Regions from separate parts of the Mus musculus genome. Here region 2 is linked to region 1. The links are chromatin contacts, called in public HiChIP or PLAC-seq maps. All regions are on one chromosome and are shown on one strand. The core of a region is the stretch at or near the end of the contact, and the rest is flanking DNA. Distances in the headings are between cores, read along the strand shown. Region 1 overlaps Dennd5a (DENN/MADD domain containing 5A). Region 2 holds the start of Ipo7 (importin 7).

Region 1 (6,326 bases), core at 2,513-5,012:
CAAACAAACAAACAAAATAGTAAGTCAAGATGGTGAGATGGCTCAGTGGGTAAGAGCACTGACTGCTCTTCCAAAGGTCCTAAATTCAAATCCCAGCAACCACATGGTGGCTCACAACTACCCGTAATGAGATCTGACCCCCTCTTCTGGTGCGTCTGAAGACAGCTACTGTGTACTTATTTATAATAATAAATAAATCTTTGGTCCAAAGCAAGAAGGAACTGAGTGAGTGGGGTTGACCAGAGCAAGCAGAGATCCTAAATTTCAATTCCCAACAACCACATGAAGGTTCACAACCATCTGCACAGCTACAGTGTACTCATATATATAAAGTAAATAAATAAATCTTTAAAAAAGAGTAAGTCATTTACATTTTAATAAATAATAATTTTAAAGAGCTAAGAAACCCCAAATTCAAGTCTCATTTGTACAAGCCAATTACAAGAACCTGAAAATGTTTCTCAGAGAGTTCCTAGTCACGATTTCTAGTCTGTAAAATGAGGTTCAGAAATTCTACCTGTTCTTGCTTCTCCTGCATAGGTTCCAAATCCTGCTTGCTTTAAAAGGCAGAGCATAAATCTAGGTTTAGCAATGATTGTGATGATAGCTACCAACCATAAAAACAGTACCTGACTTTTTTCCTAAATCACTGAGGTTGCTAAGGAAATACATGATGATCTAACCCATAGACATTTGACTTTTACCTGAGTTATATTGCTTGTGCCAAAATCATACCAAAATCAAGGTTTGTTGGTTTGGGGGAGTTTGGTTTGGGTTTGGGTTTTTCGAGACAGGGTTTCTCTGTATAGTGCTGGCTGTCCTGGAACTCACTCTGTAGACCAGGCTGATTTCAAACTCAGAACCCCTGCCTCCCAGGATTAAAGGCATATGCCAATGCCACCACATGCCTTACATCATTTTTATCTATTCCCAAATCTCTTAGTACCAAGTACAGTAACAGTAAAGCACAGGTAGCCCACATCTTTTTCCCTGACCATTCTTCCTGACTCTTCTTTACTCCTATTTCTTGTTCACAACTGACACATTCAAGCTCTGCCTTTGGCACTCTGAAGCGGTGTGTCCACATCCTGACTGCCTAGCACCTGTGAATGCTATCGTATTCAGGAAAGGATCACACAGAGATAATCATGATCTAGAGATGAGATCAACACAGATTAGCTGGTAGACTCAACAGGCAATATGAATCCCTATAGACAAGACAAATAGAGGAGAAGACACACTAAAGAGGGACAAGAAGACAAGAGATGGGAGGGGTGTAGTCAGAGGCCAAGAATGGCCAAAGACACCAGAAGCAGAAGCAGAAGCCAGGAATCATTCTCTGAGCGTCTGTGCCCACTGATACCTGAATCATGAACTTGCAGCCTCTAGGGGGAAGGGGACCTGAATGACTGTTGTTTTAAACCTGGACACTTGTGGTCATTTGATGTGGCAGCCCACAGGAAACTAATATCCATTCCCAACCACACTCCTTTACCTTCCCACTCCCACAACAAATTGACTTGCCTTCTAAGTAAGGGAGAGCTTTAGTGACCCTTCAACTGCATCCCAAATGGGGTTTCCCAAGGCACCCCTTAAAAGAAGAAATTATAACAAATATATACTGATAACGCAATAAAAATATAAGAATCTCACTATGTTATTCCAACTTAGATCAAATTTACAGCTGGGCGTGGTGGTGCACACCTTTAATCCCAGCACTTGGGAGGCAGAAGCAGGCAGATTTCTGAGTTCGAGGCCAGCCTGGTCTACAAAGTGAGTTCCAGGACAGCCAGGGCTACACAGAGAAACCCTGTCTCAAAAAACCAAAAAAAAAAAAAAATCAAAACCATAATAAAAATGTGAACAAAGTACACAAAACAAAGAAATGTAAAAAAACTGTAAGGAATACAGGGGGGAAGGCTCAGCTTCACTAATGATTAAATTCAGACAACTGGAAATGTTCTTTAAAAAGCAATAACACATTAGAGGCATTGTCCTAGTTAGGGCTACTAATCCTGGGACAAACACCAAGTTGGGGAGGAAAGTGTTTACTGAGCTTACAGCTCCACATCACAGGACAGAAACTCAAAACCTAGAAGCAGGAGCTGACGTAGAGGCCATGGAAGGATGCTGCTTACTGACTTGCTCCCCTATGGACTGTCAGCCTGCTTTCTTACAGAACTCAGAACCATCAGCTGAAGGGCAGCCCCACTCACAATGGGCTGGACCCTTCCACATCAATCATTAATTAAGAAATGCCCTACAGGCTTGCCTACAGCCTGATCTTATGGAGGTATTTTCTCAACTTAGGCTTCCTCCTCTCCAATGACTCTAGCTTATGTCGACTTAACATAAAACTAGCCAACACAAGCAGAGAGAAACAGTTATGTTTATGTCAAAACTGCTAGTGAGAGAGCTGGAGAGATAGCTCAACAGTTAACAGCACTGAATGCTCTTCTAGGGGGCTGGGCTTCAATTTCCAGCACATACATGGTGACTCACAACTGTCTATAACTCCGATTCCAGAGAATCAGACACTCTCAGGCAAACATACAGGCAAATCACCCATAAAACTTAATTAATATGCATGCACACACATATAACAAAACCTGACACCATCTAGCTGGGCTGTGACCACATGCACACATGTATGTGCATGTAACATATATCAAGTTATACACTCAGTGTTGGTGTTTACTTTTTTCTGAGATAAAACCTTCAAATTTGTCAGGTGTGGTGGTGTGCAACTTTAATGGATCTCTGTGAGTACAAGGCCAGCCTGGTCTACATAGTGAGTTACAAGACTATATAGAATCATATAGTGTACAAAGGACTCAAAAACAAAAAACAAAGTACAAATACCAAAGAAACCGTAATTACATCAGAATGCTTCCAGAGCTTGATTCTGGATAAAGGAATAGATTTACTTCTCAGTTCTGTAATTACAAAGTTCCCATGAGAAGTGTGTGCTTTAAAACCTACTTGAATCTTTTTTTGTTTTTGGATTTGATTGTCTGCTTTTTTCTTTTAGACCAGGCTAGCCTTAAACTTGCTATGTAGCTGAGAATGACCCTTAAACTTCTGATCCTCCTGCCTCTGCCTTTTCAGTGCCAGTGTGTGCCAGCACAGAAGTTAGAGCAGTGTGCTAGGGATAAGACCCGGGGCTTTATGCAAAAACTCTACCAAGATGGCTACATGCCCAGGCCAAGTCCTCAATATTTTATTTTTTTAAAATACATAAATGTTATTTTACATAATGATGACTTCCCCTACCCCTACCCCAAGGCAGGTCTCACTGTATAGCTCTGACAGTCCTGGAGCTGCTGCGTACACAGGCTGATCTCTAGCACACAGATCCTCCTGTCTGCTTCTTTTCTGGTTTGTTTCACAGTGCACCTTGCATTCTCTCTCCAGCTCTGGTGTTGACAGAGAATCTGATGAGCTAAGATTCACAGAAGAGGCTGAAAGGAGGATGGCAGGAAGTGAGATGGTGCTGAATGACTCACTAATTTCAATAATAAAGGAAAAAAGGTAAGGCTTCTATAGCACTCCCTTAGCACAGCCTCACTTGCCCCTATAATTCCATGTGCATTGGATTTACTTTCTCCCTCCCGCAATCCTACAAACTAGTTCTGACTAGTTTGCCATTCTCAGCCTCAGAACTGCAAGTGAAGCAGGAGTAACCAGCCCCAAAGCCCAACACTGCCGTTCCTTCCTCAGTCCCAGCCTCCCTGAAGAACAAGTGGCTAAGTAAATATGGAGCTTTCATTCCCGACTGTTGCCAAAACTGTGGCAGAGTGCTTACTCAGCATGCACAATGTCCTGGGGTCAATCCCGATCACTGAAAAGGGAATGGGACACGCTCTCATAATTAGTATAGTATATACATCAGGGATTGGTTAGTTTGATAAAATATAGGTTTCTAAGCCCCACTCCCAAATTTTCTGTTTCTAAAGGCAAAATATGTAGCCCGGCCAGGTTCTCTGGCATACATCTGAAATCCTAGGAATTCAGGAGGTTAACACAGTGATGTCTCCAGTTCAATAACAGCCTGAAAAACATGTGACCTTACCTAGATGGGAAAAAAAAAGATTGGAGGTGGGTGGCGGGTGGTAAATATAATCCAACAGGTCACTGGATTGAATTTTATTTTTGTAGTAAATTCTGGGAGCTGTTGTAATTGGTCCAGAGCACACACGCAATGAAAAACACTGGTCTACAACACCCACCATCATATTGATAATTTCACTCACTAGCCTCACTCTAGCCTCACTCACCCTTTGAACAGTTCTGTTGAAGAACATAACACAGCCAGGCAGGGTTGGTGCACACCTTTACTCCCAGCGCTTGGGATGCAAAAGCAGGTGAGTCTTTGTGAGTTCAAGGCTAGCCCAGTCTACAAAGAAACTGTGTGTATGTATGTGTGTGTGTGTGTGTATGTGTGTTTGTGTGTGTGTGTGTGTGTATGTGTGTGTGTATGTATGTGTGTGTCTGTGTCTGTGTGTGCTGTGGTGGGGATGCAGCATTTTAGAGAATAAGGCATGAAATGGTCAAGAATGTGTGCCAGCCTGGGTTACATGGCCCTCTTTCTCAAAGTAAAGTATTGAATATCCACATCCACCCTGGCCTAACACTCCTGATCCTGTCAACCCTTTCCACCCCTTACACACTACATGCTACTTATTTAGAGTGTTCTTTTTTCTTTCCTTTTCTTTCTCTTTTAAACAAACTCTTAGATGTAGCCCAGACTAGAATTTACTATGAAACCCAGGCTAGCCTGGAGCTCTCAATCTTCTTGCCTTGACCTTATATTTAGTTTATTATTTATTTATTTATTTATTTGGTTTTGAGACAGATTCTCTGTGTAGCCCAGGTTGTCCTGGAACTCTCTCTCTGTAGACTCTGTAGACCAGACTAGCCTCGATCTGCCTGCCTCTGCTGGATAAAAGGTGTGCACCACCAGGCCAAGCTATGTTAAATTTTTAATATATCTCTCTCCACTTAAAAGAGCTCCATAAAGAGAATTTCACTCACTGACATGACTTGTGTGCCTCAAACAGTGATTACAAGATCTTCAAATTTCTATAAATAATAGCTAAATGAGGAGTGAAAATCAATAAATACTAACTTTGTGGTGGTTGTTCACATCCATGTGCTGGGGACTCAGCTAGGGTTTTGTGCATGCTAAGCAAGTGCTCTTCGAGTAACACATCCCAGCCCAACTTTTAGGTTTTCTGGACAATTACTGCCTACAAGATACTCTACATTAAAGACGCATCTGTGGTCATTTGAGTGAGAGTCCCCCGTGAGCTTCAGACATTTGAATACTAGGTCCCCAGATGATGGTGACCATTTGGAGAGAATTAGGGGTCATGGCCTTGATGGAGGAAGTATGTTGCTGGGGGCAGCTCTGAGGATTCAAAAGCCTCACATCATTTCTAGTGAGCTCTCTCTCTCTTTGTTTTTGTTTTTGTTTTTTGAGACAGGGTTTCTCTGTATAACCTTGGCTGTCCTGGAACTCACTCTGTAGACCAGGCTGGCCTCGAACTCAGAAATCTGCCTGACTCTGCCTCCCAAGTGCTGGGATTAAAGGCGTGCACCACCACCGCCCGGCTTAGTTGGCTCTCCCTTCTTGTGTGTGAGCTCTTGGCTGCTACCTCAAATACATCATCATGAACTCTAATCTTCTGCAACTGTAAGCCCCAAATAAGTGCCTTTTTCTGTCAGTTGTCTTGGTCAGCTTCATTATCACCACTGCCTACAGTTATGATTAATATGTGTAACTCCTCAGAATACTATACCTAGCTGTCCATCCCACCCCACCCCCAAAGAGAGAAAGAGAGAGCAGGGTTGTGTCACACACAGCTTTGGAAGCCAGAGCCCCATCACTAAGCTGGCATTTCAGTACAAATGTGTGTGACAGGGGATTTTAGAGACAAGAACATGTTTCTAATTCTTCTGTGTGAACTCAGCTAGTTTAAATTTGCTGCACTGTCCTTTCCTGACCTCAACATGAGGATGGATGGCATCTGATGATGTCAATTAAGAATCACTGTTCATTTTCTATGATAACAAGGCTGGTAACCCCACTTTCTCACTTCCCTGGGACTACAGTGTACTTGTGAGCAGGATGGTCAGCTGAGTCCAGTACAAAAATTGTCCTTATGGAAAGTAACTGAGTTGATGCCCTTGACTAAGTGCACCACACACTCATAACCAAGCAGCAAAGCCAACCAAGCTAGATCAGTCAACCAACATAAAACACATTCTTCTACACAGAGTCACAAGTGTAGCACTTTTCAAAAGACAGAAATGCAAGGGAAAAA
Region 2 (6,326 bases), core at 1,983-4,482, 73 kb after region 1:
AACATTATGGTATGACTCCAACAAGTGCTGAAATGGGTTTCATTTTTCCAAGTCTGCTTTTATATCATTCTGGTACAAAGAACAAACACAGCATTAACAAAGGCCCCATCATATTCAGGATCTTATCAAGATGATCAAGATATTGAGCCTACTTTCTTGTCCTAGCCCAAGGTCAAATTCTTGCCAAAATCCTTGAAGTGGCACCAAGAGCTCTCTACACTTGCAGCTAGATCTTATAGAGGCACTTTCTCAACTGAGGCAACCTCCTTTCAGATAACTCTAGTTTGTGTGTCAAGTTGACAGAAGACTAGCCAGCACAAGACCCTAGATAGATAGATAGATAGATAGATAGATAGATAGATAGACAGATAAAGGCTAGGAAGAGGGCTCAATGGTTAAGAGTGTGTACTGCTCTTCAGAGAACCTGGGTTTGGTTCCCAGCACTCATGTCAGGTGGTTAACAACTGCCTGTCATTCCTGCTCCAGGAGCTCCAACACCTCTGGATTCTGAGGGAACTTGCACTCCTGTATGTGAACTTGCTCCTCACTCCAGCTCCATGTATATTGTTTGTTTAAGTAATTTTTTAAAAGAATCTTTAAAAAAACAGTTGGGGCTGGGGATGTAGTTTAGTTGGCAGAGTGCTTGTTTAGCAGGCAGAAACTTTGATCCCCAGAATCAAATAAACTGATTGTGATTGTATTCCTTAGTTTTGTGTTGCTGTAATGGAAGGCAACGTAAGGAAGGAAGCCTTTGTTTTGGCTGTTGTTCATAGCAGAGTAGAGGCATGACAGCTAGAAGGAAGCTGCTCACACCCCCAATTTCTAGAGCACCAAGCAGGTACAAAGACTGCAGGTAGGTAGGGTTTATTTACTGTAAACAACTCCCAAGGCCCCCATCCCTGTCTCCAGTGACATACTTTCTTCATCAAGGCTGCACCTCATAAAAATCTCCAAACAGTGCCACCAACTGGGGGCCAAGTGTTCAAATGCCTGATTCTTGTGGCCATTTCTCATTCTGACTACATAATAGTATTCACCTGTAATCCCATCACGCTGAAGATAAAGGCAGAAAATAGGTCATTCATCAGTACGGATAGGTGGAGGGTCAGAATGGTCTATGTGCAAACCGGCTTCAAAAATTAATAACACAACAAAACAACAAACAAAGAAAAACCTCAAAAATCAAAAACAAAACAAAAAAAACCCCATGAAACCAAACCTGGAAGTATTTTACTGAACTGTAAACAATCCACCTGCTCATCTGGACAATGCATTTATTCATAAAGAGAGATAAGGCAACTCACTCAGACATGTAACATGTACAATATCCAACATGGAATTAATCATTACCTGGCCTTCTCAATGCTTAGAAGGGATAGGCAGGAGGATCACTGGTTTAAGGCAAGTCATGTAACATAATGAATTTGAACCAGCCTGAGTCTGAGTTTGGTTCCAGACCCTGTCTGGAAACAAAAACAAAACTATGAAGAATAAACACCATTGACAGAAACAAAATACCAGATGGAGCAAGAAAGTTTCAAGGGGGACAAAATGAGTAATCTGAGAATTGAGAAGACATCACTTCAGCCACTGCACACATTAGAACCATAAGAAGTAAATACAGTTTTGTTTTGAGGGTCTTTTTGTTTTTGTTTGTTTGTTTTTTTGAGACAGGGTATGCAGCCAGGCAGAACTTGATATGTATAGCAGGTTGGTTTTTAAACTCACAGAATTCTGACTACCTCTGCCTTCTAAGTGCAGGAATTTAAAGCAAAAAATCAAAATATTCTTTTTTTTTTTTTTTTTTTTTTTGGTTTTTCAAGACAGGGTTTCTCTGTGTAGCCCTGGCTGTCCTGGAACTCACTCTGTAGACCAGGCTAGCCTCGAACTCAGAAATTCACCTGCCTCTGCCTTCCAAGTGCTGGGATTAAAGGCATGCGCCACCACGCCCGGCCAAAATATTCTTATTTCATGAGAATTTATAATCAAGTATGGTAGTACAGCACTTGTGGGGTGGAGCAGGATTACAAATTTAAGGACAGTATGTTGTACACAGAGAACTGAATTCCTGCTTTCTTCAAGAACATAAGGTCCTAACCACTGAGTCATTTCTACAGCTCCCTGTTGCTCCTTTGTGAGACAGGTTCAAACATTGTAGCTCAGGCCTGCCTGAAGCTCAGTATATAGCTTCCCTTAGATTCTAATTGAAAATTGATTTGATTTCTAAAGGTAAAATGATTTGAGATGTATGACAGTAGTTCTCAATATTTTCACTGCTGCAATCCTTCAATATAGTTACTTATATTATGATGATTCCCAACCATGATAGTAGCATTTTCATTGCTACTTTATAACTGCAATTTTGCTACTGCTATGAATTATACTGTAAATATCTGATATGCAGAGGATAGCTGATATTCAACAAAGGGGTCACGATCCACAGACCCACAAGATGAGAACTACTGAATTAGAGGTTTAAATATCCATACACAGGGAGTTTTAATGGACATTATGCATTTATTCTGAATTTAGAAATAATTTATATAATGACGTAGCTGAGATTTGAACACTCATTAATAAGGCACAACTTCAATATATAGGATAAAGTCTTACAAAATGAGATTAATGAATCAAAGTGGAGCAGTTTTTATGGCATTTAGAAACTCATCTCAAATCATTGTTGAGAAAGTTCCATCTGGGAGGCTCAGGCAGTGGTATTGCAACAAGTTCAGGTCAAAAGCCTGTCTCAAAAAACAAAACAGAGCTGGGCGTGGTGGCGCATATCTTTAATCCCAGCACTCTCCCAGCACTTGGGAGGTAGAGGCAGGCGGATTTCTGAGTTCGAGGCCAGCCTGGTCTACAAAGTGAGTTCCAGGACAGCCAGAGCTATACAGAGAAACCCTGTCTCAAAAAACCAAAAAACAAAACAAAAACAAAACAGAAATTTCTTTTAATTATACAGTTAGTAACAACGTATTGCATCACACACTTCTTGAGATTCTCTAGGGATATCATATAAAATTTTGTAACTATTTTACTTTTCTCTTTGTGGCGTTTGAACGTTGTCCCTTTCACTGACTACAGTGGGAGCCAGCCACGTGGGCCGTGTCCGCGTTTGGGGACTACATTTCCCAGGGTGCTCCGCCGGAGACTTGACAGGAAGTGGCCGGAGCATCTCCCGCCTCCACGCCGAGGCGAGAAGGTTCTATCCGGGGCCTTGGCGCTTCTCTTTCCTTTCGCGCCGGTTGCCGCTGCGGAGCGCGGCCGGTCCATGTGCGCAGTGAGTGGCGCTATTTCTGCCTCAGTAGCACCGGTGTCCCGGGTCTGACCGACCGCGCGGCGATGGATCCCAACACCATCATCGAGGCCCTCCGGGGCACCATGGACCCAGCCCTGCGCGAGGCCGCTGAGCGCCAGCTCAATGAAGTAAGGACGGCCGGCTAGCGGCTGCTGCGGGCTTGTGGGCCGGCAGGCCAAGACTTCCAGGCCTGGCTGGAGACGCGGAGCACAGCTCCGACGAGCCCATTTGGAGAGGTTGGGCGGAGATCTGACCGCCGTGCCAGGCTCCACTGTGGGGACGCGGCGTCCAGGCCGCCACTCGGTCGGCTTCCGAGTGGGCCTCTGGCCCGGGTCTGGGCGTGTGGAGCCGGCCGAGCTAGGCGGGCGTGACGGTCTGGACACATGGCCGGCTCCCGTGGCCCGCCGCCCTCTGGCTGTCTCCCAGTTTGCTCTCGGGAGGGGGCGAGACAAACTGGGAGGGTGTAGAGATGTGTCCCAGACCAGTCTTTCCGGCGCCCGGTCGGCCGGGGTTCCTGGGGAGGCTAGCTAGTCCACTGGGGGCTGCGCCTGACAGCCTTGTGTGTGCTCTTGGCGGATCAGTGACCTGCCTGTCCGGTACAACTTTCTTCTCGCCGGCGAGGTGCTAGGGACAGATTTCAGATCTGGTAGGGCAGGGGTAGTGTGGGTTACACTGTGCGATCCCCGCTCTGGTACTGTCCTAGTACCACAGTTGGGAGGCGGGATGATGTAGTGGAACGGGTCAGATAAAGTGCGACCTTCTAGGTATAGCAGCCTCAATGATTTCTGGAGTGAGTGACCTTGGGCAAGTCTCACCTCCAGATCCTGAGTTGTACTCATTCATGAAATTAGGCCGTACGGTTGCTGTGATGGTCAAGTGAGATAATCTAGAGCCTATAGAGCTTTCATATGCAACATTAGTGGAGAGTTGGTTTCTCTTCCACGTGTTTTGGGCAGTGCCCCTTGGAAAACTGTTATATTGATATTCTATTGTACTGATTTCATCAGCGTTCTTTTTTTCTGAACTTGGCTATTTTATATATTAGTAAGAATTTAATAGGTTTATAAAAAGGCCTCTGTAAGGTCTCTTTGAGTCTCAGTGTTTTGGTGTGTGTGTGTTCATATACATATATATGTATACTGCATATACACAAATACTAAATTGTATATGCACGCTTTATACACACATATAAGTATCTTTTTTTTTTTTTAATGCAAAAAGAAACCCTTGTTTAAAGAAATCTTAGCCGAGCGGTGGTGGTGCACGCCTTTAATCCCGGCGCTTGGGAGGAAGAGGCAGGAGTATTTCTGAGTTCCAGGCCAGCCTGCTCTACAAAGTGAGTTCCAGGACAGCCAGAACTATACAGAGAAACCCTGTCTCTTAAAAAACAAAAAAGAAAAGAAAAGAAATCTTAAAGCATTGACTTAGAGGAAACATCAGGGAGACTATTAATTGAGCATCTCAAGTTTACCATGCAGTAAAGATAACCCTGCCTTCAAGGAATTTACAGTTATCCAAGACCACCCACAGTTCAAATAAATTATTTCACAATGAAAAGGTCATTTATATGTAAATGAGACCATGCTGAAGGATCATAGTATACTGAAATTTTTAGATCCAAAGTCACCTAGGCAAGAGCTTACTTTGGGATGTAAAATGGTAAAGTGAAACAAACTGTCTCTTTAAAATGTAATTAAATCATACAAGAAGTTAATGGATCAATTGTTCTGTTTTAGATGGATTTTCTGTACAATGAATATTATTCTGCTTATGGAATATTAATACATGTAATAAAAACAAGTATCATGTGGTTACACCTATAATCCCAGCACAATGAATGCTGAGGCGAGGCAGGAAGATAGATTGCTCAGGAGTTTCAGGCCAGCCTGGGCTGCAGAGTGAGACTGTTTCCTTTCCAGATACTAGAAAACCTGAAAGTTTTGTCCTAGGTATTTCTGTCATGAATACACAGGGCTCTTAAATTTGTTTTTTAAAAGAATTGATTTCTTTTACATAAAGATTGGGTAAATGTTTACTTCAAATGTGAAATTCTGTGAACAGTTACTGCATTCCTAGTTTTTTTGCTTAGTTTTGTTTTTTGGACAGGGTTTTACCCCTTAACCCAAGCTGGCCTCAGATTCCTGGGTAATCTTTCTGTCTCAGCTTTCCTAGCCCATGTACCAGCACATCCAGTTTTGCATGTCTAATTATGAGCACCAGTATAATATATAGACAGAGAAAATATTAACTACTTATGTTTTAAAAGATAATGGAATAATCAAAATATTAATCAAAGTCTTGACTCAGCCATTGATCTGCTATTCTAGAGTACAATGGAACAGTGAATACTGATAATCTTTTCTGCCAAAGAAAATGTATAATTTGGCTGACATTTCTGTAATTTTTAGCTCTTGTATGTTTTTCAGTTACTACATTTAGATTGTTAGGTAATTGTCCTAAGGTAACTTTTAGAATGTTTACTCTGACTTAGGAAACAATCCAGATAAGTCTTGAAGAATGAGAAAAGAACATCTTTGAGAGGCTTTTATTTAACCTCAGTGTGGTAAGGTGCACACTTTCTTTCATTCATTAAAGCTGTTTTGTACTCCTTAGACATTAAACATTGCTCATCATGTTAAAAGATCTTTGACATTTTTGAATGATTCCCTTAACTAAGTGAGGTAATCAATGGCTAAAAACTGGAGATATTTTCAGCAGTTTTATTTTAATTAATTTTTTGAGGGAGGGTGTTTGAGTCTTAGTTCCTGGATAGCCTAGAATTTGCTCTGTCAACTTGGCTGTCCTTGAACACAGAAATGTACACTCCTGCCTGGGATTAAAGGCCTGTGTCACCAGGCCCAGCTTTGCAAAGTTTTCAGTTTGAAAATATAATCATACTCTTGAGTACTGAGCTTGTGTGCTCATCTTATCTGGATGGTCTGGAACCCTTCATAAAGGTATCTCCCTGACCAACTCCTTCAACTATCTTTTCAAATGTCTCCTTATATTGTAGAGTAGTTTCCATTTT

Evidence for each region. HiChIP or PLAC-seq counts read pairs in DNA pulled down with a chosen protein or histone mark.
Region 2: a contact with region 1 is called in an H3K27ac HiChIP or PLAC-seq map of embryonic stem cells, with 17 read pairs. The contact joins the promoter of Ipo7 here to the enhancer-like site in region 1. A contact is called at or near these places in 3 of 484 Hi-C or Micro-C datasets (CD4 T cells, the HL-1 cell line and erythroid progenitors), 9 of 115 datasets of contacts at active chromatin or transcription factors (the 230-238 cell line, CD8 T cells, bone marrow-derived macrophages and 4 more) and 3 of 9 other capture datasets (adipose tissue, liver and pancreatic islet).

What each region holds. Positions count from the first base shown.
Region 1 is chr7:109,941,054-109,947,379 of GRCm38.p6, forward strand. All of the region lies in intron 1 of Dennd5a (DENN/MADD domain containing 5A), which reads right to left. Among named protein-coding and RNA genes, the nearest start is that of Dennd5a, 16 kb to the right of the region's middle. Within about 2 kb of position 3,763, at least 41 of the 459 cell types and tissues checked have an H3K27ac peak or open chromatin away from gene starts, as enhancers often do. A contact at or near this core is called in embryonic stem cells and liver, where this site is marked.
Region 2 is chr7:110,015,083-110,021,408 of GRCm38.p6, forward strand. It overlaps Ipo7 (importin 7), which reads left to right and starts at 3,233. Exons shown (of 25, transcript NM_181517.5): 1 at 3,233-3,426. The coding sequence starts at 3,343.